Linked DNA regions of Mus musculus: regions 2, 3, 4, 5, 6 and 7 are each linked to region 1. Evidence: chromatin contacts called from public HiCAR-type and promoter capture Hi-C data. All regions are on one chromosome and are shown on one strand. The core of a region is the stretch at or near the end of the contact, and the rest is flanking DNA. Distances in the headings are between cores, read along the strand shown. Region 1 holds the start of Dusp11 (dual specificity phosphatase 11 (RNA/RNP complex 1-interacting)). Region 2 holds the start of Rpn1 (ribophorin I). Region 3 holds the start of Tex261 (testis expressed gene 261). Region 4 holds the start of Paip2b (poly(A) binding protein interacting protein 2B). Region 5 holds the start of Rab7 (RAB7, member RAS oncogene family). Region 6 holds the start of Ruvbl1 (RuvB-like protein 1). Region 7 holds the start of B230319C09Rik (RIKEN cDNA B230319C09 gene).

What was found. Promoter capture Hi-C pulls out the DNA fragments that hold promoters and counts their contacts. HiCAR-type assays count read pairs that join an accessible place to other places. Capture Hi-C pulls out chosen DNA fragments and counts their contacts.
Region 2: a contact with region 1 is called in a promoter capture Hi-C map of liver, with 2.3 times the contacts expected there. The contact joins the promoter of Rpn1 here to the promoter of Dusp11 in region 1. A contact is called at or near these places in 1 of 39 promoter capture datasets (pre-B cells), 1 of 484 Hi-C or Micro-C datasets (B cells) and 1 of 9 other capture datasets (liver).
Region 3: a contact with region 1 is called in a HiCAR-type map of astrocytes, with 6 times the contacts expected there. The contact joins the promoter of Tex261 here to the promoter of Dusp11 in region 1. A contact is called at or near these places in 1 of 115 datasets of contacts at active chromatin or transcription factors (astrocytes) and 1 of 9 other capture datasets (adipose tissue).
Region 4: a contact with region 1 is called in a promoter capture Hi-C map of liver, with 4 times the contacts expected there. The contact joins the promoter of Paip2b here to the promoter of Dusp11 in region 1. A contact is called at or near these places in 1 of 39 promoter capture datasets (hippocampal neurons), 1 of 115 datasets of contacts at active chromatin or transcription factors (astrocytes) and 2 of 9 other capture datasets (adipose tissue and liver).
Region 5: a contact with region 1 is called in a promoter capture Hi-C map of liver, with 5 times the contacts expected there. The contact joins the promoter of Rab7 here to the promoter of Dusp11 in region 1. A contact is called at or near these places in 2 of 39 promoter capture datasets (cranial neural crest and liver).
Region 6: a promoter capture Hi-C map of pre-B cells shows a contact between it and region 1. The contact joins the promoter of Ruvbl1 here to the promoter of Dusp11 in region 1. A contact is called at or near these places in 2 of 39 promoter capture datasets (liver and pre-B cells) and 1 of 9 other capture datasets (liver).
Region 7: a contact with region 1 is called in a promoter capture Hi-C map of liver, with 5 times the contacts expected there. The contact joins the promoter of B230319C09Rik here to the promoter of Dusp11 in region 1. A contact is called at or near these places in 2 of 39 promoter capture datasets (liver and second pharyngeal arch cranial neural crest).

What each region holds. Positions count from the first base shown.
Region 1 is chr6:85,960,120-85,963,254 of GRCm38.p6, reverse strand. Dusp11 (dual specificity phosphatase 11 (RNA/RNP complex 1-interacting)) reads left to right here and starts at 1,588. Exons shown (of 9, transcript NM_028099.4): 1 at 1,588-1,817. The coding sequence starts at 1,720.
Region 2 is chr6:88,083,080-88,086,104 of GRCm38.p6, reverse strand. Rpn1 (ribophorin I) reads right to left here and starts at 1,632. Exons shown (of 10, transcript NM_133933.4): 1 at 1,311-1,632. The coding sequence starts at 1,574.
Region 3 is chr6:83,774,002-83,777,160 of GRCm38.p6, reverse strand. It overlaps Tex261 (testis expressed gene 261), which reads left to right and starts at 1,349. Exons shown (of 6, transcript NM_009357.2): 1 at 1,349-1,507; 2 at 2,064-2,143. The coding sequence starts at 1,438. It overlaps Gm52907 (predicted gene, 52907), which reads right to left and starts at 1,226. Exons shown (of 2, transcript NR_168047.1): 1 at 935-1,226.
Region 4 is chr6:83,830,201-83,833,070 of GRCm38.p6, reverse strand. It overlaps Paip2b (poly(A) binding protein interacting protein 2B), which reads left to right and starts at 1,330. Exons shown (of 5, transcript NM_146169.2): 1 at 1,330-1,436; 2 at 1,743-1,800. The coding sequence starts at 1,772.
Region 5 is chr6:88,043,864-88,047,039 of GRCm38.p6, reverse strand. Rab7 (RAB7, member RAS oncogene family) reads left to right here and starts at 1,770. Exons shown (of 6, transcript NM_009005.3): 1 at 1,770-1,967.
Region 6 is chr6:88,463,831-88,466,830 of GRCm38.p6, reverse strand. Ruvbl1 (RuvB-like protein 1) reads right to left here and starts at 1,422. Exons shown (of 11, transcript NM_019685.3): 1 at 1,163-1,422. The coding sequence starts at 1,303.
Region 7 is chr6:83,440,396-83,443,518 of GRCm38.p6, reverse strand. It overlaps B230319C09Rik (RIKEN cDNA B230319C09 gene), which reads right to left and starts at 1,764. Exons shown (of 3, transcript NR_028382.1): 1 at 1,414-1,764; 2 at 842-932. It overlaps Tet3 (tet methylcytosine dioxygenase 3), which reads left to right. Exons shown (of 12, transcript NM_001347313.1): 3 at 2,246-2,302.

The sequences.
Region 1 (3,135 bases), core at 339-2,838:
GTAGATCAGAAACACAAACCAAACCAAACAAAAACTCCAATCAGGTTAAGGTGGCCCATACCCTTAATTCTAGAGCTGAAAAAGGAGCAGGCCGATCTCTGTGATTTCAAGGGTAGGTTACTCTACAAAGCAAGTTCCAGATCACAGAGCATTACATAATGAGAACTTACCTTAAAACAAAAAAACTCCAAACAGGTAGAGGAATTTCAATATTGGAATGGTTTAAAAAAAAAAAAAAAGTTGGGGGGGGGGTTGGAGAGAAGGCTCAGCAGTTAAGAGCATCGACTGCTCTTCTGAAGGTTGTGAGTTCAAATCCCAGCAATTTCATTTCTACATGGTGGCTCACAACCATCTGTAATAAGATCGGATACCCTCTTCTGGTGTGTCTGAAGACAGCTACAGTGTACTTACATATAATAAATAAATAAATCTTAAAAAAAAAAGTTGGACCGGGCCATGGTGGTGCATGCCTTTAATCCCAGCACTTGGGAGGCAGAGGCAGGCAGATTTCTGAGTCCGAGGCCAGCCTGGTCTACAGAGTGAGTTCCAGGACATTCAGGGCTACACGGAGAAACCCTGTCTCGAAAAAGAAAAAAAAAAGTTGGTATTTTTAATTATGTTGGTTATAATAAGTGTCCTGTGTCATTCAAAATTAGGAAGAATATGTATGTTTCCCTGCCTGTGACACTATACACACATATATGGATGGAGAAATATGTTAAATATATCAAATAAGGAGAAATATGTTGTATAAAACTTTTGATTTATTTCTTTTTGGCGGAAAAAAAAGATACACCCGTGTGAAAGCAAATATCATGTATATACAAAATGTAAACAATTGACAACGTTCACGAAGAATGCAGGGATCAGAGGGTTGGGGCTGGATTGTCTGTTCCTCATTTGGAGCAGTTCGGGTGGCGCTATGAGACCCCAACTTAGAGCGTTTCTCCCTGGAAGGTAAAGCCCCTGGATGTTCCCCAAGCTTGTTTTCCCTGATCTTTAAAAATACAGCTAGAAAGAAGCTCTTTGTTCTCTATAGCCAGCAAAAAGCCTTTTTGTTTCTATACTGTACAACCAGAGATGCCTGCCTTCCTGTGCCGAGGACACGGAGATAAAAATTCAGAAAGAACTCACTCCCCACTCCTGCCTTGTAAATTTCACCAAGGACGCCCAGAAGAGCTCTTCCCAACTCCTCCCACTTCTCCTCCCAACTCCTCCCAACTCTCCTCCCAACTCCTCCTACCTCCTCAGCTAGCTGTTAAAAGTCCCCTAATGTCACCGCTCGGGGTTGAACTCCTCTGCCCTGCACGACAGAGGGACTTCTCCTCAGCTAGCTGATAATAAAACCTCTTGCAGTTTGCATCAGGTGCATCTTTTCTCTCGAGATGTTGGGGTGTTGGCCAGTTCATCCCAGGACTTGAGCAGAGGCCCAGCATCGGGGGTCTTACAGCGCTAGCAATTATTCACATAGCTACAAAACCGGCCTCCAGCTAAGTGCAGCACAGTCGAAACCGAAGGCAGGCTGACAAACCCTACTTTCAGTGCGACGTGTGTCGTCAGCACGGCGGGGCAAGGCGCATGCGCCCTAGCGAGACGTCGACGCGTCGCGTTCCTTTGCGGGCGCCTCTGGATCCCGCGGCCTCTTCTGGCCTCCCTGAAGTCGCCACTTTGGCCGCTCTGGCACGCCTGGCGTTGGGTGGGCGGCATCTCTGCGCCCACATGAACCAGCATTATGGCCGACATGGTCGTGGACGGGGCCGGGACTTTGCTGCCTGTGCCCCACCCAAGAAGAAGGGCAGAAACCACATCCCCGAAAGGTAAGCGCTTTGGTTCCGGGCTTGGCGTTCCGGCTGCCTCGGTGGCCTCGAGTCTCCGAGTGTTCCCTGGCCTCGCGCCCCGCCGCCTCCCAGGGTCCTCCGCGCCGAACCCCACCACACCTCCCCACCCCGCATTCTGGGGTCTTGGGTCTGTCCCGACAGGACTCTGTGGAGCTCGGGCCTGGGCGGAAGTGCGCGGTGGGGCGCGGCTGCCTGTATTGAGGCGTCCCTTGATCTCCGAAGCCACAGGCTTCTGCTTGTGTAGGCGCTGTGCCAGGATCCGGCCCGAGCTGTCGACACCCTTCACTCGGTACCGGCTCGAGGGGTTCTCTTGCTTTCAGGATTCGGAAAGCGGAGGTGTCCTTTGAGGGAGTTAACCCTGCCTGGGCCAAGGGCTAGTTTTAGGATTTTGCTCACTGGTGCAATGAACCCTTTACTTGCGGCTGTTTGCTTCCCCTCTCCGATTTCATCTCCACAAAAAACGTGGCTAGACCGGCCTCTCCCCTTCCTAGAATTCATCAAATCCTTTTTTTTTTTTTTTAATCTCCACAAATAAACAATACCTAAAACTCAGGATCGACAGAATGCTCTGCCCCGACTTCCCGGACTTCAGTAAGCACTTCTTTTTTATGTCTACAAATGAGCACTATCTAAAATTCAGGATGGACGTGATGGCCTCTCTCCCTTCCCAGAGTGGATATCTTTAGATCCTGTCAGCTAACCTCCAACATCATCCCAGTGTAGAACTTGCCTGACAGCTTGCAGAAGACAGCTGTCTGTCCACTGGACAATCCATTTTTAACATACCTTCTATAGTTAACTATTTAACTATTAATTACTAAGTAAAGTATAAGTAAGTTATAAATAAATTGTTTATTGATATTTTAATGTAGCTTATTTCATTATTAAATTATCTATTGGATATAAAATTGTTAACTAAAAATTAAAAATAATTTTAGCTATTGCTTATTTGTGGAGATAAAGCAAGATAAATATCAAGTAGTAATTGTGAGACAGCTCATAGATGTAAGATAAAGCTTGACTTTAAGAATAAAAACCTTCGGGGCAGTTCCAGGACAGCCAGGGCTACACAGAGAAACCCTGTCTTGAAAAATAAAAACAAAAAAAAAGAATAAGAAGCCAACTTCTTGTCATGGTCTGTCACACTAGGTTCCATTGCTCTGGGGCCCACTATGTCTCCAGTCTGTCACCACTCTGTGCTCACTCTCTACTCCAGGGATGTGAATGAACCGGACTTATTTGTAATTCATGGCCATAGACCAACTCAGCTGTGACTCTCCACACTGACTTCTGATTG
Region 2 (3,025 bases), core at 383-2,882, 2.1 Mb before region 1:
GGGGGGTTAATAAGCTCCAAAGCCAGATACTTCCACAGTCATGTAAGAATTCCTATGCCTCAAAAGGTTGCTATAGGGTGGGGAATGTTCTTAAAATACCTGCCACAGCCTTTTCTTTTCCTAATTTTTCTTTTAATGTACATGGGTGTTTTGCTTGCAAGTGGGTCTGTGCACCCTGAAACTGGAGTTACCGATGGCTGTGGAATTGAACTTGGATGCTCTGAGCCATGTAGAGGGACCCAACTTGTATGCAATTCCCACCAGGACAGCAGCAGGGTGGTAAGCCTCTGCTGTGATCTGATTATACTATGACTTCATTAAGTCATGACTGATTTTCACAAAACAGGACTGAGCATCCAATGAAGTCATGAATGTCTTTCCAGAAATATTTGAGGAAAGCCATGCTGAGCATGAACAAGGCTTCAATGTAAAGGGGACAGGAGTCACTTCAGTGACTATTATAAGTCCAGCTTTATAGCTCCATACAGTTAAAAAGAATGTGGTGTGCTTAGTCTCCTAGTAAATTGGGTAATCACTTAATGAATATAGTTAATGAGAACAGTAATAAAAATTAACCTGTGTGGATATTCCCTCTATTCCCAAAGCCAGCGATTTCTTTCCTTGAAAGGTATAAAAGTGTATTCAATGAAAAGTACAGAAGGCTAAATGCTGAAGTGTTCCAATGAGAGACGGTGGGGAGGAACAGACCTGGGCTTCACCTTTCTGTACAGCATAAGGGGCTGACTCTTCAATTAGTCTGAACATTAAGAAAGCGTTAAGCAGCAGCTTTCAGAGGAGTGTTACATTAACCGGGTGCGAGGAATGACAAACTTTAATACCAGAAACCTGCTGTATTTCTGAACGCTGCTGTCTGGAGAGAACAGACTACACCAGTCAATTGCATTCAGGAAATAAATTGTCTTAACTCACTGATAGTCCTCCACTAGACGAGCAAGTCCAGGGGACAGAAAAGAAGCTGGGTACCCGAAGTACCGCACCCGGCCACAGCCAAGATCCTCTTGGGGTGCGGAAGGAGGTCGCCAGGGGACCAAGGGGTCGCCTTGGGCTCCAGAGCAGCCACGTGGGCGGTGCCCCACGCTCGGAAGCTTGTGCTGACGTGTCCGAGAGGACACGCGGACAAGAGAGACGGCGGACCCCAACCTCTCCGCTGTCCCCCTCCAACACCTGCCTTTCAGACAACCAGACACCTGGAGGATCCCTAACGCCCTCAACCTCCCCGCCCCTCCCCAGGGATCCCCGATCGCCTCAGGCATCCCGCGTGAGGTTCGCCGGCTCCTCCCTCCGCTCACCTGCACGCCTAGGTGCGCAAGCCGCGACTCCAGTTCTGGCTCCAGGGCCAGAACGAAAGAGCTGGCTCGTGATGTGGAGCCGCCGCCCGGGTGTACCAGGACCACCTCAGCCGTCACCTTGGCTAGGTGGCTGCTCAGGTCCACCGTGCGCTTCACGTCCTCGTTGACCAGCGGCGGAGCCTCCGAGGAGGCGCTGCCGGGCGTCGGGGCCAAGGCCCCGAGACATAGCAGCAGCAGCAACAGCAAGGCGACCGGCGACTCCATGACCGCGAGCTGAGCGCCACCGACACGCGCCCCGCCCCCCCGCCACGGCGCAACCGCTGATTGGCCAACAGCACCACAAGATGGCTGGGCCCGGTCAGAAAGGACCCCGTCTCCAGGGCAACCGGGCGATCGTGGGGCGCCTGATTGAAAATCTTAAAGTGCAGGCGTACTTCTTGGGGCGCTTAATAGCCGTATTCACCCCTGATTTCCTTATATCCTGTCTGTTTCCTTCATGCTTATGCAAAATAACTCTGGCCTCTCAGCTCAAAAACAGTATACTATAGCTTAGTCTAAGGAACTAACTTTGCCTTCTCTATAGTGATACGAATGCTAAGTGGGCAAAAGTTTAAAGGAAAATGGGAAATTTCCAGAAACTCAAGTCTCTCCTCTAATATTTAGTTCAACCATTAATGTGAGTGATGGCAGAAACCTTAAGCAACTAACCAAGGTTGATGATATTAACCTCAGATACCTGTTGACATTTATCACAGTTGTAGGAGTCCAAGGCGAAGTCACTGGCAGGACTAGCTGTCTGGTGAGGGCTGCTATTTACTACCAAGGTGGCACTTTGACATTGCATGCCTTCTAAGGAAGGCATTGCATATCGTCATATGACAGAAAGGCAGGAAAGGGTCTCTCTGAGGCAAGCCCTTTTACAAAGGCATCTTGCAGATGGATTCCTCTAGTGCTATCATCTCCCAAAGTCACACTGAAGAATTAATGACCAAAAACAATGAACTTCAAGTGAGCAGAGAAACTGTAGTCAGTGTACTGATACACCTGACAAGAAAGCCAGCTTAGTGACGAAAACATCCAATGGCATTTTTTGGGCCTTGAAACCATATATATATATATATATATATATATATATATATATACATATATACATATATATATGTATGTATATATGTATATATATATATATGAAAAAATCTACAGATAAAACTTTGCTCCCCTAAAGTTCCCTTTTTTCAACCCTATAAAATCTCCAAGCCCCCTGCACAATGGTTGTGTACAGTCTCCACTCCCCAAATGAGAATGCGTCCCAATGTTGTTGCTTGAAGGATGTAATTCGAAGGTAAATTTTGGGAGGAGATGGAAATATTCAAACATTGATACCAGCCAATGAGAAGAGAGAATGGAGGGCTGGCCATGCTCCTCCCTACAAAGCAGAAGTCAGGAAATTAGCACCTGCAGGCCAACAATCTATCTGTGTCTATAAAGTTTTATTGGAACATAGCTACGTTCATTTGTCCGTAGCTTATGATTGCTTTCACAGTACAACAGTAACAGTAGTGTAGTTGCAAACCAGACTATATGGCCCAGAAAACAAAACTACTTACTGTTTGCACGCGAGTACATACATTATGTATGCAGAGACAGCTTAGTGGTTAGGAGGATTTGCTGCTCTCTCAAAGGACTTGAATTCTTCCGGTTCCCAGGCTCACAAC
Region 3 (3,159 bases), core at 100-2,599, 2.2 Mb after region 1:
TGTCTAAAATTCATGTCTTAACTTGTCTACCAGGATGGGACTTGTTTTGACTAAAATTCATATCTTAACTTGTTAACCAGGATGTCAGCTGCCCACATACCTGTCTCTCTCTGCCAATTAGGAAGTCAGTTCCCAGGGAAGTCTTGGGAACTTAAACTTTACTTGACCCCTACTCAAAATGGAGGGGGGGTCTTATTTTAAATAGTTTCTTATATCTCTTATGTTGGGGTTCATCCCAGGGGCAGCTTATAACAGCAAATCCCATAAAAGCTTATAGTCAGGTGCAGAAAGTATTGTTGGATGGTCACTTCAGACCCAAACTTGCTGTGAGTAACCATGCAAAGCATTTCTATTTAGATTGGTTTCCCAGGGCACAGAACAAAACAGAATACATAACCAATCCTGGCATTAGAAAGTTTCCTAGTAACAGTAGAAACATGAGCAAGTTTCCTTATAATGGCAGGCTGGCCAGGTGACAGTTACCTAGGCCTTAATATTGTACCTAGTCCTTAACATATAATATCTACCATTCCAGCACTCAAAACTACTTAGTGTCACCAAGGCCAGCCTGGAGGCACATAAGGCTGTTTCAAAAAAAGAAAAGATCTTTGCATGATGTTTCTACACCTTTAATCCCAGGATTTGGGATAAAGCAGAGGCAGGCTGGTCTCTGTGAGTTCAAGGTTAGCCTGATTTACATAGCAGGTTGCAGGACTACATAGAGACCCTTAATCAAAACAGACAAAACCAAAACCAAAGTTATATTTTGCCCTAGTACGGAGACTCCACACATCTGAAACCCTACCAATTGAGAGCTGGAGATGGGAGAGTTGACAGTTCAAAGGCCAGCCTGAGCTATGAGACCCTCCCTTTCTGAAAATAACAAACAAAAAGTTTGTTTGAGATAAGAGGCTTGTTGGCACTCTGAGCTTACCTGTGTCAGCCACTAGGTGGTGCTCTCTCAGATGATTACCTGCGGTGTCGCAAGTACAGTCAGTGCTTAGCTGTTGCTTTAGTCCCCACGCAAAAGTGAAGACCTGCATTGCAAAAGACCTCAGCCTAGAGGGAGAGTTAAGGCTGAAGGTGACCATTTAAAGGCACCTGGGATTCCAGATTATGCGGCTTCCTAGTGTGTGACCTGAGAGAAGGGAATCTTCCTCTCCCAGAAAATTAGGATCCAAGGCTGTGCGGAGCAGGCTTGAGCCAGGATTGGTTCCAATCAATCTGGGCTCTGTGTAGGCGCTCCGTACCGGGTGCAGCGCGATTTCGATCCTCCGAGCCGGTTAGCGGCGCTCGCGGGCTTGGCGGGGGCGCAGGGGCCGCGGCGCTCCGCCCTGCTCCTCTCGGCGTCCTCTGGGCGGGGACAGCACGGCGGCGGCCGCTCAGTGTCGCGGGAGCCGGACCGCGCAGGCCCGTCCCGGCGGCCCGGGGGGCGCCATGTGGTTCATGTACGTGCTGAGCTGGCTGTCGCTGTTCATCCAGGTGGCATTCATCACTCTGGCCGTCGGTGAGAGCGCTGACCCGGGCCGCGCGCGCCCCGATGCCCCGAGCCGCCAACCGCTGCTGCTCTTTGCAGCTGGGCGCTGACGACCCCGAGCTGGTCCTACTGGACCTCTGCGGAACCTTCCGGTGGGGATGCTTGGTTCCCGAGACGCATCCTTGCTCTTGGAGCCCTGAGCTCCCTACTCAGCCTGTCCCCTCCAGCTGGGACAGGGGGAAGGCCCCTGTCTGTCTCACCCGGCTGTGTGCTAGTGTACAGCACCCGGCCTGTAAACTAAGTGTTCTGCAGGTGTTGATTGACGAGTGAAGTTTAAGGTTCCCGGAACAGAGGTTAACTTTATGCTGTGCGGTCAAATCCAATATTTCTACAGTTGTCTTGGCAAAGTTCTATCTACTTGTGCAGATGAGAAGGACATCCCAGGGGTGCTTTGGCTTGTTCCCGACTTCCTGGAGTCTGAGGAGGGTTGGTGGGGGACTACAGGATGAGCAGGCTGGTGGGAGTGTCCCTGGCTGATCTCTTCCTGTTTGTCCCCCTCCCTCTGGGACCCCCTTCTCCTACCCAGCGGCTGGACTGTACTACCTTGCAGAGCTGATAGAAGAGTACACGGTGGCCACCAGCCGAATCATCAAATACATGATCTGGGTAAGTGGCCGCTTTTCCCTGGAGTAGTCACCCAGGGCTTGTTTGCCCTACATCAGAAACAGGAAGTGGGGACTGTTTGAGCTGGGGCTGTTTTGGTGCTGAGAACCCAGGATCTGAGGGTGTCCCACTTGCTTCCCTGCCCTGCAGTCTGCACTCCTGGGTCCAGATCACCCCTGGCCCTCCAGCCTCAGGTGGCATAGTTTCACAACCTACTGCCATTCCTTAAGGTGACAGTGCAGATATTTCATTGATAGGTATTCATGGCTTCGCTTTCCTGTGTCTGTCTCACAGTGTCCACGGTCTCTAACACCAGGTCCCCAATCCCAGCCCAGGCTTAGAACTTATAGGGACAATAAGGACAGTTTGTAACGCTTAGTTAGCTATTGCCCTCTCTCCACTCAGTGTCATTTGTCCTAAGGGAGAATGTCCAGCCCTTTCTCTTCCCTCATGGAGGTTTCTTTTCCTGAAGACTTGGTCCCTGTCCCTGTTAGAGAGGCTGTGAGGAAGACTGAGGTGCGGGGGGGGGGGGGGGGGAGGATACCTTTGGACAGAAAAGTTCACCTTTCAGTCGCCTAAAGTCTGCAGCTACTTTCACTCTCAACGTAGCCTGGGGTTGTAGTTTGTGGTAAAGACAGGGCTACAGCCAGCTCATTGGCTCAGTCTGTGGGTGTGGTTGGGATAGCAATTAGACCTTTCATCACCGACAACCGAAGCCTTTCTCAGACTGCCTGCTGGATTCATCACTGAGTTACGTAATTGATTCAGTAGATCATGCTTAGCATTCAAGGAAGCTATGAAATGGGACATGGGGGTACAGGCATGCATGCGGCCTTCGGTTAGATCCTCAGCTCCAGCTCCAAAAACAGTGCTAACAGTAAAAACGAGAGCAGGCAAAGTGAGTGTGCGCTCTGTCACACGTTGGGTATGTGTTTGGTGGAGTGCTGTATAAAATGTTTTTTTTTTCTTACTTTGGATCACTGTCTAAAATGTTTTAGAAGTGGCCTTCAGAGAGACCA
Region 4 (2,870 bases), core at 81-2,580, 2.1 Mb after region 1:
CAAGTATGTATATGGATTCAGTACTCTGGAGGCCAGAAGAGGGCATCTAATTCCCTGGAGCTAGAGTTACTGGTGGTTGTAAGCCACCATGAGGTGCTGAAAACTGAACCTGTCTTCTGCAATAGCAGCAAATGCTCTTAACTGTTGATCCACCACTCCAGCCATCAATATCCTATCTTCTTTTTATGGACATAACTTAAAATTTGGATATTGTTTTAGTTAGGGTTTGTATTCCTGCACAAACATCATGGCCAAGAAGCAAATTGGGGAGGAAAGGGTTTATTCAGCTTACACTTCCACATTGCTGTTCATCACCAAAGGAAATCAGGACTGGAACTCAAGCAGGTCAGCAAGCAGGAGCTGGTGCAGAGGTCATGGAGGGATGTTACTTACTGGATTGCTTTCCCTGGCTTGCTCAGCTTGCTTTCTTACAGAACCCAGGACTACTAGCCTAGGTATGGCAGCACCCACAACAGGTCCTCCCACCCTGATCACTAATTGACAAAATGACTTACAGCCGGATCTCATGGAGGCATTTCCTCAAGTGAAGCTCCTTTCTCTGTGATAACTCCAGCTTGTGTCAAGTTGACACATAAAACTAACTAATACAAGGTATCTTAAACCCAAAGGACAGAACAAGTGTGTGTGTGTGTGTGTGTGTGTGTGAATGTGAGTGTGTGTCTTGTTTTTCTGAGACTTGGTCGCAATATGAGCTCAAGCTGGCCCTGAGGAATTTGTGATTTTCCTGCCTCAATCTTGAGCCTGCTGGGACTGAAAATGTCAAATTTGTTTCTAAAAACGTGGAAGCAACCCTTTCTGTTCTTCCAATCTCCCAAATAGTCCTAATTTTTAACCTCACGACTTAACACAGAAGCAAATTCCCGCTCTCAAAACTCATCTCTAACTAATGGACAGATGAGGAAATCCCTGAATCCTACTCCCTTTTCTAAAGTGATCTAGACAAGTGACACAGGCTTCCAGCTTAGCCAATGGATGAAGCGGGAGCAGAAGCCTTTGTAAACAAACCCGGAGTCCTTGCACTCTGGCTCCTCCCCAACATGGAGGTGATTCATCCTTGGCCTGGAAATCTAGGCGTGACCAATGCTTCTTCAGCCAATCAGAGCTGGGAGTCTCCATCGAGGGCGGAGCGAATGGACAGACGCTAAGACCAATCAAAAACTGGAACTTCTGAAAGAGCTGGGCGGGCATTGTTTCACATTTAGACCAATCAAAACCAGGTAAGTGAGCGGCATTCTCTGCTGTCCAATAGATGGACGGGGCGTTGTCCGGCAGCCAATGAATGGCGCTGGGGGGCGGGGCGAGACGCGCGTGTGAGGCCGAGGTACCTCGAGCGTTTGTGCGCCGAGGCTCGCGCTCTTAGGAGGCGGCGCTGTGCTGTGGTGCGGACCTCGGGGCGGCGTTGTCCGCGCGGCCAGGTGGGTTGAGGCGTCGGGGCTGGGATCGTCTGGCCACCCGGGACTGCGCACAGCCCCTCTACCCGCGGGCTGCCCGGGAGCGCGCACAGCCCCTTCCCAGCGCGGCCCGGGCCCAGGCCGTCCGACGCTCTGGCGCTCGCGGGCCAGCTCCTCTCACCTCATCCCTTTTCACCATCCTTGCTACGTATGACCTGCCGCCTCCTGGCGCCCCTCCTCTCTCTCGCCTTCTGAGACGTTCACTCTCAACCTCAGGATTTCAGCCTCATTTCCCCCGGAAACTAACACCTCTCACTTTGCTTTTTGTAGGCACCTGGAAGGGTGAAGGCGAGAGGCAGATGACGACGCTGAACACAGGCTCCGCAAGGTTCGGAACTGCAATGGGCTTGCTTAAACTCTCTCTGCCTCCCCTTCAATGCCATCTAATCCCACTCTTCTTCTAGAATCATTGTCCTCATAAAGTGCTTTTGCTCAAAACTGCTGAAAATGCAGGTGGAAAGGCTTGCCAGCAGCAACCAATTTGAAATCTGTTACGTGGAACGGGATGGAACGGGATTCTGACCCAGCTTAGAGCACTAATTTACACTATGAGGAAGGGCCTGGTCATCCCGGACGTCCGTAAGATACGGGATATATGTGATTATCACACACAGCCTCTGAGAGAATTACAACAGCCCAGAGGCGACCTTCAGCATTATCTTTACAGAGAATTTATTTGTTTATACCTCATAGTATGGCAGTGTTTGGCTTCCTGTGGTGGTTCTAACCATATGTTTCTAGATGGCCTTCCACACTGTCTCAAACCCAAATAAAAATATGCCAGACGTTTACTGCGAATAAATTAGCTTATCACTCATAGTTTTAACTGAGATTTTAGAAGTTGAGGAGTATTAGACAATAGGGGTTTTATTTTGGAAGCCAGAGGACATTGAGTATTGGAATACGTCTAGTACTTTAGGCAGAAAGGGAGAAAGAATAAGATATCTATCCATATCCAAAATTGCATTGTTCTCATGTTGTCATTTTCTTGGCTTTATATCTGGAATTGTTTTTCTTGGTTTTCAAAAAGGAAAATTAAGTCGTAGTTTAGCATCAGATTCACTGTTGTGGAGTTTGTAAGCTTTACTTTACTATTTTTCTTATCCAATTTGTAGCACATAACAGTATATAGTTCCTTGTGTTTTGCTGTGGTAAGATTTTTGTCGTAGTAGAGAAAGAAGTCTGTTAGAGGAAATTAAAATCAGTCTTTCCTCATAGGTGACAGCATTGCCTCGCAGGCCTTATGTTTGTGCCATATTTTTCACACTGGAAAGAGCGGAATCTTAAAACTGTTGTGATTTTTGTCAATTATAGCAGTTGTCTAAGTCATGGGTAAAATACGATCTCTGAGTTGGTCACTATAGTACGATCTCTGAGTTGGTCACTATAGTAAACTGT
Region 5 (3,176 bases), core at 521-3,020, 2.1 Mb before region 1:
CCTCCCGAGTGCTGGGATTAAAGGTGTGCACCACCACACCAAGCTGTTTGTTTGTTTTGAGACAGGGTCTCTCTAAGTACCCCTGGCTGACCTTGAAATCACTTTGTTGACTAGACTGGCTTTGAACTCACAGAGATCTACCAGCCTCTGCCTGCTGAGTACTAGGATTAAAGACATGAGCCACCATACCTATCCACTTTCTATCTAGTTTTATCCACCCCCATACCCCCTTTTTTTTACTTGTATGAGTGATTTGCCTAAATGTGTATATAAAGACAACTTGTGCATGCAGTGCCCGTGGAGGTTAGAATAGGGCATTGGCTGCTCTGTGAGTTACTCTAGGGGAACTAAAGTCAGAAGAGATGAAAAGCAGACACAGTTCCTGTTGGGCCTCATAGTTGTCTCCCACTTTCCTCCTTGGGTCTAGTGTATCACTGCTCTTAGCCACATGCAGCTTTGCTTCCAAACTGCTGGTCTATCTGCCATGTGGAGGCTGATGCTATATCCAACATGAGGTAGAGAGACAGGGCCTGAACCAGCTTCCTGCATCCCTACAACTGTGGAAAGTCTGACTGGACCACCAGATTCATATGGGTCCTACTATCCGGTCAAATTTTAATAGATAACCCAGATAACTAGTTGCTGAAATTTGTACCCAGCAAGTATGTGTTTTTTTTTTCCCCAACAAGAACCAAGAACTGTCACATATACATCTTTGCACCCTACTTTGTCACTTCATATTTCTTGAAGATTTCACTTTGCATATGAATATACATAGACTTCCTTTGTTCATATCTTAGTTTCAAAGTATTCAGTCAAATGGCCAAGTAATAATTAACTAATGATTGAAACTGAGCAAACTCCTGTGTGTGTGTCTATTATATCAAATGGTGAGGATCTTGGCAGAAAGGTCTTGTTTTCCCCTATTCCTTAGGACCTACAAACCTTCTCTATTCCTTATATGCTAGAACATGTACTAGTGTTGTGGGGTATTCACCAGAAAAGACTACTCAGATATGGGTTTAAGCTAAGAAATGGCAGCTGGTTACTGCACTGGGTGTTCAATACCCCAGGACAACCTGAGTCTTTCTCAGGGTGAGCTTTTAAGCACACAAAAAAACATGTTCTGGGTTGACATACTTCAGTTAACAAGAACTGTCAGCCATAAACAGAACTACAGAAGCTAAAAAGCAAGGTTAGTACATTTTGAGACTTCCCCAGAAAGATATGGACTTTGATGGATTAGGCCTTTGTTTTAGTTTTGGTGGGCGTGACACTAAAATCAGCCTCATGTCTCTTCAGTTCAGCAACTCCTTAGCTCTCTTTCCATTTTCCTGAACCATCTGCCCTGCACAGGTAGCTCCTATTTCATCACTGGGTCTCCAACACTGGGGACACTGTAACTGATCATTTCCATCCACATTAGAGATTGTACCCAGTGGACTCAGAAGACCCTAGACTATACCCTGCCTGATACATGGCTGACTGACTAGCGTGTTCCAGAGGGGGACACTCTGGAAAGACCAAGTGACTCTCCCTCCTTTAGCTCTGTTTATAGGAGCGGGGTGGGATGAGGGGGGGGGACACCACTGCATTATCAGTTCTTGGCCCAATATGGTGCGCTCCAGCTTCTGCACAGCCTTCAAAGATGGCAGCCCCCATCTAGAAACGGCCATATTTAAGCCCCAGATGCCAGGCTAGGGCCTGACGCGACCGGAACGTGACGCAAGGTGGAGGTGGGGCTCCTCCCTCCAACCCTGGCGTCGGGCGTCTCGTGACAGACACTTCCGCTCGGGGCGGCGGCGGTGGCGGAAGTGGAAGCAAGGCCGGAGCTTTGACCATAAAGCCCAAGGCGGCGGCGTTGGCGGCGGTGTTTGGGGCCGGGCAGCTCCGAGGAGCCTGCTGGAGCCGGAATCGGACGTCTCTGTTGCGGCCTGCGTTGTGTCTCCTCCTCCGTTGACCCTGCGGTGAGCAGCGGGCCCCGGCCGCCCTTCCCCCGCCGCCGCTTGGGCCTCCGGGCCTGGCGTCCTCGGCGAGCCGAGCGCCGAGCTGGGCCGGGCCAGGCGGGGCGGCGCCCGGCGGGCGGAGGGCGATCGGCGATCGGTGGGTGGCGGGTACGGGATCCTCGGGCTGGGCGCGTCCCCACCGGCAACCTGCTGGGTGGGAAGAGCTACCGGCCGGCCGGCCACCGAGGCAGTGCTGCCAGGCGCGTCACATGCCCCGGCCCGCCGCCGGCACTGGGAGACAGGAGCTTTCAGGGTCCTGCAGGGTAAATCCCGTTTCCGAAGTTCCGGGAAGAAGGACCTCCCGAGTGCCTTTCAAATGGCCTGATGTCCTCCTGGCTCATAATCGTGCCGATGTTGAGAGTAAGGTTGTGAAGATTTGAGATTTCTCGGCTGCTGGGCTGCGTGGCAAGACCGCACAAATTGCCCTGTTCTCCCAACAGCCCCTCCGAAGCACCGAGGCAGTGCCTACTTACAGAGAAAGCGAAGAACAGAGAGGCTAAGGCACTCGACCAAGGTCACACCGCTGATAAATTTCAGAGTGAGAGGTTGAAACATAGGCAGCTAGACTACTTAGCACTTACTGGCCTCTGGCCTCTTGTACTTTAGATGCCCCCAAAGCCTGCCACCTGTTATCTGCCATCAGCACCCCCCTCCACCTCCTGTCTAGTGATGTCATTTGAGAGCCTCTTAGTCCTACCTTAAAGCCATGTTGTATTTGTACTTGTGACTTACAAGGCATATTACAAGGCATATAAGGTAGTGTAGTGTCATCAAACCAGAAGATCTTGAATTCTGGCAAGGTATGTATTGGATTTGAATAGGTTTCTTAGCCAGCTCTTTTCCTTGAGTCAGGTCTGGCATGCCTACTGTGTGCACCTTTCTACAAGAATTTCTACAACAACCTAACCTGTTGACTCTTCACCGTTGAAAATCTTGTGTTTTTGGTTTTCCAAAGAATAAACTCTTGTCTCTTTCTTGTGACTTCAGCAACTGATACCCACATGATTGAGTTAATAAAATCTCTTGTTGGCATATTTCTCTTCGATCTTGGTAATATTGGATCAGAATTGAGTGTAAGAACTGGAAAGTGAATTATAACTACTTCTGAAGCTGGCCAGACTAAAGTTTGGTGTCCTTGGTTGTCAATAGTTTAGTTTGCTACCCGGCCTG
Region 6 (3,000 bases), core at 173-2,672, 2.5 Mb before region 1:
AGGGCTGGTGAGATGGTTCAGTGGGTGAAAAGCACTTGTAGTGTAAACCTGAGGACCTGAGTTCAATCCCTGGATCCCACAGTGGAAGGAAAGAACCTCTGACCTCTACCAGAGCACCATGGCAGTCACATGACTGCACTGCATTTGCGCACATTTTGTCAAACAGGAAAAGAAACAAAGAAATATCAGCTAAGGAAGCCAGGTGTAATGGCCCACACCTTTAATCTTAGCACTCAGGAGGCAGAGGCAGTCGGATCCCTGTGAACTCAAGGCCAGTCTGGTCTACAGAGTCCCAGGACAGCCAGAGCTACATAGTGAGACTGTCGTGAAAACAAACAAAAATAAATACCGGCTAACATTCAAAGAATAGGAAGGATAAGATATGGAGTACCAGAGGCTGCTGGTGTGGGTGCAGATGCAGGTCTAGAGCAGCCTCTGAAGTCACATACACAGAAATGTCACATGGACAGAAATGAAATAAGAAACAATAGACTCAAAGCTGCCTGGCCAATAGAAAGCATTAAACTGCTACTACCTGCTTGCAAGAAAAGATGCAAGCATGCTAGGGTCAAACATTTCCCTTTTTGGATAGATGATGCTCTTTGCTGCTGGCACTTTCTGTGTGCAAGAGGCTGAGAAAGCAGTCTTCACCACATGTAAAAAAGCAAGTTTTTGTAGACACTGAACCTCTGCAGAGTTCAGAGTGGAGGAGGCTGAAGAAATGGGAAGAATACTGATTTGATGGGGGTTAGGGGGAGGGAGATACCAGCCTCATTACTGCTAAACTGGCAGGTGGTTAAGCGGCCTAACCCACCTTTAACTTCTTCATGTGCAAAACAGAACCGATAGAAAGACCTGGCATGACTTTAGGAAGACTGACCTGGAAAAGCTGGAGTGCTTGGATGGGGAATAGATCAGACAGTCCTCACCGCTCCACTTAACAGATCAGCTCCCAGGCCCAAAGAACCCATATCAACTCTGAAAACGTAGTCAATTCTATACTTAACCGCACAGCCTTCCACTGCGTTTCCGGTGAGGTCTAATTTGCGTGCCGTGACCCGCAAAGGATGCAGCCTTTGCTCGCTAGTGTGATCCTTACTTCTTAGATCTTAGTGGATCCTGGTCCCGCCGCCCACACCTCGCGCACAAGCCCCACGCCCACCTCTCTCGCGTTCTCCTGGCCCACGAGACCCGAAGCCGCCTGCTTGGCTAGGCCGCTCTCGTCCAGCCCCAGACCCTTCACGTGGCTGTGGGAGGCGATGCGCTGCGTCTTCGTGGTGCTCTTCACCTCCTCAATCTTCATTTTGCCGAGTGTCTAGGAACACAACCTGCGTGGAGTGGTAGGAACTACCGCACGCCAGGCGCCTGGGTTACCACGCGGCCGTTACTAGGCCGCTCTCCTGGACCCGCCCCTATCAATATGTCATTGGGGGAGGCGAGAAGGCTTCGCTTTCTATTGGCTAAAAGCTACGCTGGTCACGGCTGCTGAGTTTCGCCCAGTAACTTCCGTCTGTGTCACAGGATAAGTTCCCCCAGGGCAAACATTTCCTGCCCTGGCCACATTTGACTGAGAACTGCTTAAGTACTTAAGCACTATTAATGTGAATGACAGGTTTTTAATTATAAATGCCTCTTTTAATGCCTATTTTTTTTCTTTAGAATAACATATTTGTGCCAGGGTGAGTTAACTTCTTCACTGACAGATGTTAAATCTTTTCCAGGTGCTTGGATGTCCTGAGAGAATCATCAGCAAAGCAGCTGCCCAAACTTCTCCAGTGCTCACCGAATTATTTAGACACCCAGAGAATGCCCCACTGCTCCCATTTTTTTTTTTCCAGAATACACTAGATCCTGAAGGCACTATTCCAGCCAAAACTTTTCAAACACTTCATGCCATAATTCTGGTCATCATATGCCCAATAAGAACCTTAAAGAAACTCGGCGGTGGTGGCGCACGCCTTTAATCCCAGCACTCGGGAGGCAGAGGCAGGCAGATTTCTGAGTTCGAGGCCAGCCTGGTCTACAGAGTGAGTTCCAGGACAGCCAGGGCTATACAGAGAAACCCTGTCTCGGAAAAAAAAAAAAAAAAACAAACAAACAAACAAACAAAAAAAAAAAAAAACCCTTAAAGGAAAAAAAGGAAGGAAGGAAAAGAGAAGATGTGTTTGTGTAGCCTTGCCTGGCCTAAAACTCCAGGGCCCCCACCTGTCTCTGCCTCCTGAGTTGCTGGCATTAAAGGTGCTACCACCATACTCTGACCAGATATTTTCATCAGTCTGGAGTGGGTGCAAGTCTCCAGGTAGGTGAACAAAAGCTGCCTGTGAATGGTGAAACTATGGTCCTTCATTTGAATAATCAACGGCTCTGATATTGGTGCAAATATGGTAGTTTGTTTTCACAATCCACCTTGCCATAGTCCAAATTTAATGCTTCATTTTCAAGAAGGGCTATACTAAGGACGGCAAACACTCTTGCTTACTCTCTCAACATTCTGGCTCTCTAAGCAGGTGTCCCTCACTTTTTTTTTCTCGAGACAGTGTTTCTCTGTATAGCCCTGGGTGTCCTGGAACTCACTCTGTAGACCAGACTGGCCTCAAACTCAGAAATCCACCTGCCTCTGCCTCCTGTGTCCCTCACTTTCCTCACTTTTAAGTCAGCCAGGAGACACCTTCCTGTGCTGTGCAATGTGTAGCTGTGGTGCAACTTTAGGCCCATTGTTTGATTTCTCAGTCTTTCCACCTATATTAATAGTATTGTGGGCTGAGCCGGTAATATGAAGAAGACAAGCCTAGAGACTGTAGCAGTGAAGACTGTGATGAAAGGCAGCTAGAGAGTTCTAGAGTAAAATAAAGACAGAGTAAAAATAGAGAGTTTCTAGACTGGAAGCAGAAATGGCATGTGACTGGCAGCAGAGAAGCCAGAGGCAGGGATTGCTAGACAAGTTCCAAGGAGTGCCAAGTCTTTTTAAATTTTTTAAATTTATTTTTATTTTTATTTTTG
Region 7 (3,123 bases), core at 515-3,014, 2.5 Mb after region 1:
GAGGGGTCAGGAAGCGGCATTGGGAAGGGTGAAGATATTAGTATTCTCAGATCCGTTTGTCAGGAAGTGGTCACTTGAAGTGACCCAGTTGTCTTTATATCTTCCTGGGCTTAGAGAGAAAAAGGGGTTTCAGAGGATGAGAAGGGTTCAGGTTTGAATTCCTGCCCACTAATTTTCTAGGGCAAATTGTTCATTATCCTCCAATACTCTCCATATCCCTCTCCTGAAAACAAGCTGTGTGTAGAGAAAAATGAGATGAACCTACAGCATGGTTGGCACAGGGCTTGGTATGTAGCGGGGGGGGGGGGGCCTGAAGCACTGTGACTGCCATAGAAGAGGCAGTATTGATATTGTCCACACTGTCTCTCTGTGTGGGGTGCATATGCACAGGGCTTAATAGCACAGGGCTTTAGGGAACCAGGAGAAGGAAGGGGATTCATGTAGGCTGGTCAGGAGTGAGTTAAAAGACAAACATGCAGTTTGTCACATCAAGTCATGATTTAGGACATTGTCCCTTTATCTTGTCTGCTCTGGGAGGGACCCAGTAGGACTGCCTCTTGTGCCAAAGGGGAGACAGGTGTGGGCCCTGAAGCCTCCATATACCAGAAGCAGGCTTGGCCCGCTCCTAAAGAACTTATCTGATTCTGAACACCCCCTGGGGGCCCTGGGGTGGGGCACAATTCTGCATTTGGGGTGGAATGGGTAATAGAACGAGTCACTGGAGCAGGGGTGCTCATCTGTGAGTCACTTCTCTCAGGCCTCAGCTTACTCATCCGTGAGAATGAGAAGGCACCCTGAGCTCTGGCAGAGATGTAGAGTGCTGGAAGCCAGCAGCACCTACCTTGTGTCAGGCAGTGGCTCTGTGCCTTCTCAGGCCCTCACAGCTGCATGAAATGGCTGCTGGTTCCATTCTTCAGTTGAGCAGAGAGAGGCTAAGAGAGGTAAGTTACCACAGGCTAGGAATGGGATATGTGGGTACCAAAGTGAGGTAGAAGCCTGGATGTTCCCCTTCCGAGAGGGGGATGGGACAAAAGAGGATGCCTGGGTATTGAATCCCAGAAGGTGAATTGCTAGGACCTTGCTATCCCCCCCCCCCGCCCCCCACCATGGTCTCCTGGTCACCGAACCCTTGGTATGCCTATAGTTAGAGAACTAGAAGGAAACTCTTAAGGGCGGGGAGCCCAGGGCGTTTTTTTGGACGGGTCATCTGGTGGATCTTCTCCAGAAGAGAAACTTGTTTAAGAAAATTGCATTTCAGTACTGTTCGGTTGTAAGGCTATGCCGGAGAGGGCATAGCGGACTTGGGGAAGCACAGGTTATATGGGCTATAGCCAGTTTTCCGAGTGGGGTGTAAGAGGGCAGGGGAGTAGAACTATAGAATGGCGAAGGATATGGTCTTCAGGGAGGACTGACCTGGCTTGGAGTTTGAGCTATGCTGTGTTCTAGCGGTGTCACCTTCGGTAAGTTACTCCACTCATCTGCAGTCTGCAAAGCGGGGGGCGGGGTTGGGGGATGGATGTGAGGCTTCTGCTGCCCTGGATTCTCCTTGGAGAACCAGAGCTCCAGCTCTGCTCTGGCTGAGAGTGGCCGGTATGGGATACCCACATACTGCCGCTCCCCACCCCTTCGCCGTACTCCAGTTGCACCCGCTAGAACTGCAGGGGACGTCTTGTGTATGTTGCCAGGGGTAGGAGGGTGCCCCGGGATCCCCGGCCTGCCTGGGAAGCAGCCCTTGTGGCGATGGCTCCCTCCACCAAGGCCCCTGCCTGGCTGCTGGGCAGGTCCTTGGCGGGGAGGGCCGGGCGCGGGATTGGCTGGCGCGCGCGCCGCCCCCTTGCACACCAGCCTGGCGGGGCGGGAGCAGCCGGCAGCTGGCCGCCGCCTCTGCAGTGCCTCCCTCGGTGCGCTCCCTCGGCGGGGATAATGGGAGGCCCGGCGGCGGCCGATGCAGTAGTGGAGGCCGGCCGAGGTAGAGCGCTGGGCCTGGAAGGGAGGGGAGGCCGTGTGCAGGCCGCGAGCGGGTCCCGGGGATCTCCAGAGGCCGGAGAACCGAAGCAGGAAAACAAAACACTGGAAGGCGCAGGGGCCCAACAGTGCTGGGGAGGCAGCTGGAGCAGGAAGATGGTCCCGTCCAGCCTTTCTTCTCCGGGCCCTTCCCCTCCAGTGTGCTGGGGCCTGTGCTGGACTGCTCTGCTCCTTGCCTGCTACCGGCCTGCCTCACCAGTGTCTTTGGCTTCTTTTGCAGGTGGAAATAAATGCTCGTGAAGGAACGGGGCCCTGGGCACAAGGGGCGACTGTCAAGGTACCCTGCGTGTTTGTGTGTGTGTGTGTGTGTGTACGTGAGTGCGTGCGCGCTTGCCCTTGTGTATGTGTGCGTGTGTGTATGTGTGCGTGTGTGTATACGTGGGCTTGCACGGTGGGGGTGAAGTGTTTGACTGGATTGGATAAAAATAAAGGGTCTCCTCTGGTGATCCCTTAATCTCCCACTGTGTGTGTAGCAGCAGCTGAGGGGGAGGGGCGGCGCGAGTGTGGGCGGCCAATGAATTCTCAGGCCTGTGTGGGTTTTGTTTGGATTCGTTTTGCTTTCTCAGCTGGATGGTTTGGGTGCAGTTGGGGTTTGGCGTTTGGTTTGTTGAACTGTATGTATATGTGTGCGCTGTGCGTGTGTGCGCATGTGCGTGTGTGTGTGTGTGTGTGTGTGTGTGTGTGTGTGTGTGTGTGTTTTAAAGACGTACAACCCACTTCCCACCCCTGCCTCTGGAAATCTCTGGAGAATGGCCCTGGCACTGTTGGTTTGCTTCCAATCTGCAGAAATCCCCGGGGTGCGTTGTCTCGGGGAAGTGGGGGTGAAAGACAGTAAGGGGGAGGGAGAATTGCACTCCTGAGTCTGAAGCTGATAGGGTGTCATTAGTCATGCTGCTGTCACCATGGAGATGGCTGAAGAGAGGAGAGGAGGTGGTGGGGGTGAGGATATTTTGGGTAGGGTGGGGGCTGATGCAACATCATGGCTGGGAAGCCAGCGGGTGTCTGCTGTTATTCTGTGCCACTTGGTGTCTGGGAGACTGGGAAGGCAGTGTTCCCTGGTGTGAGGGAAGCAGAGAAAGGGGCTTTGAGCCATTCCAG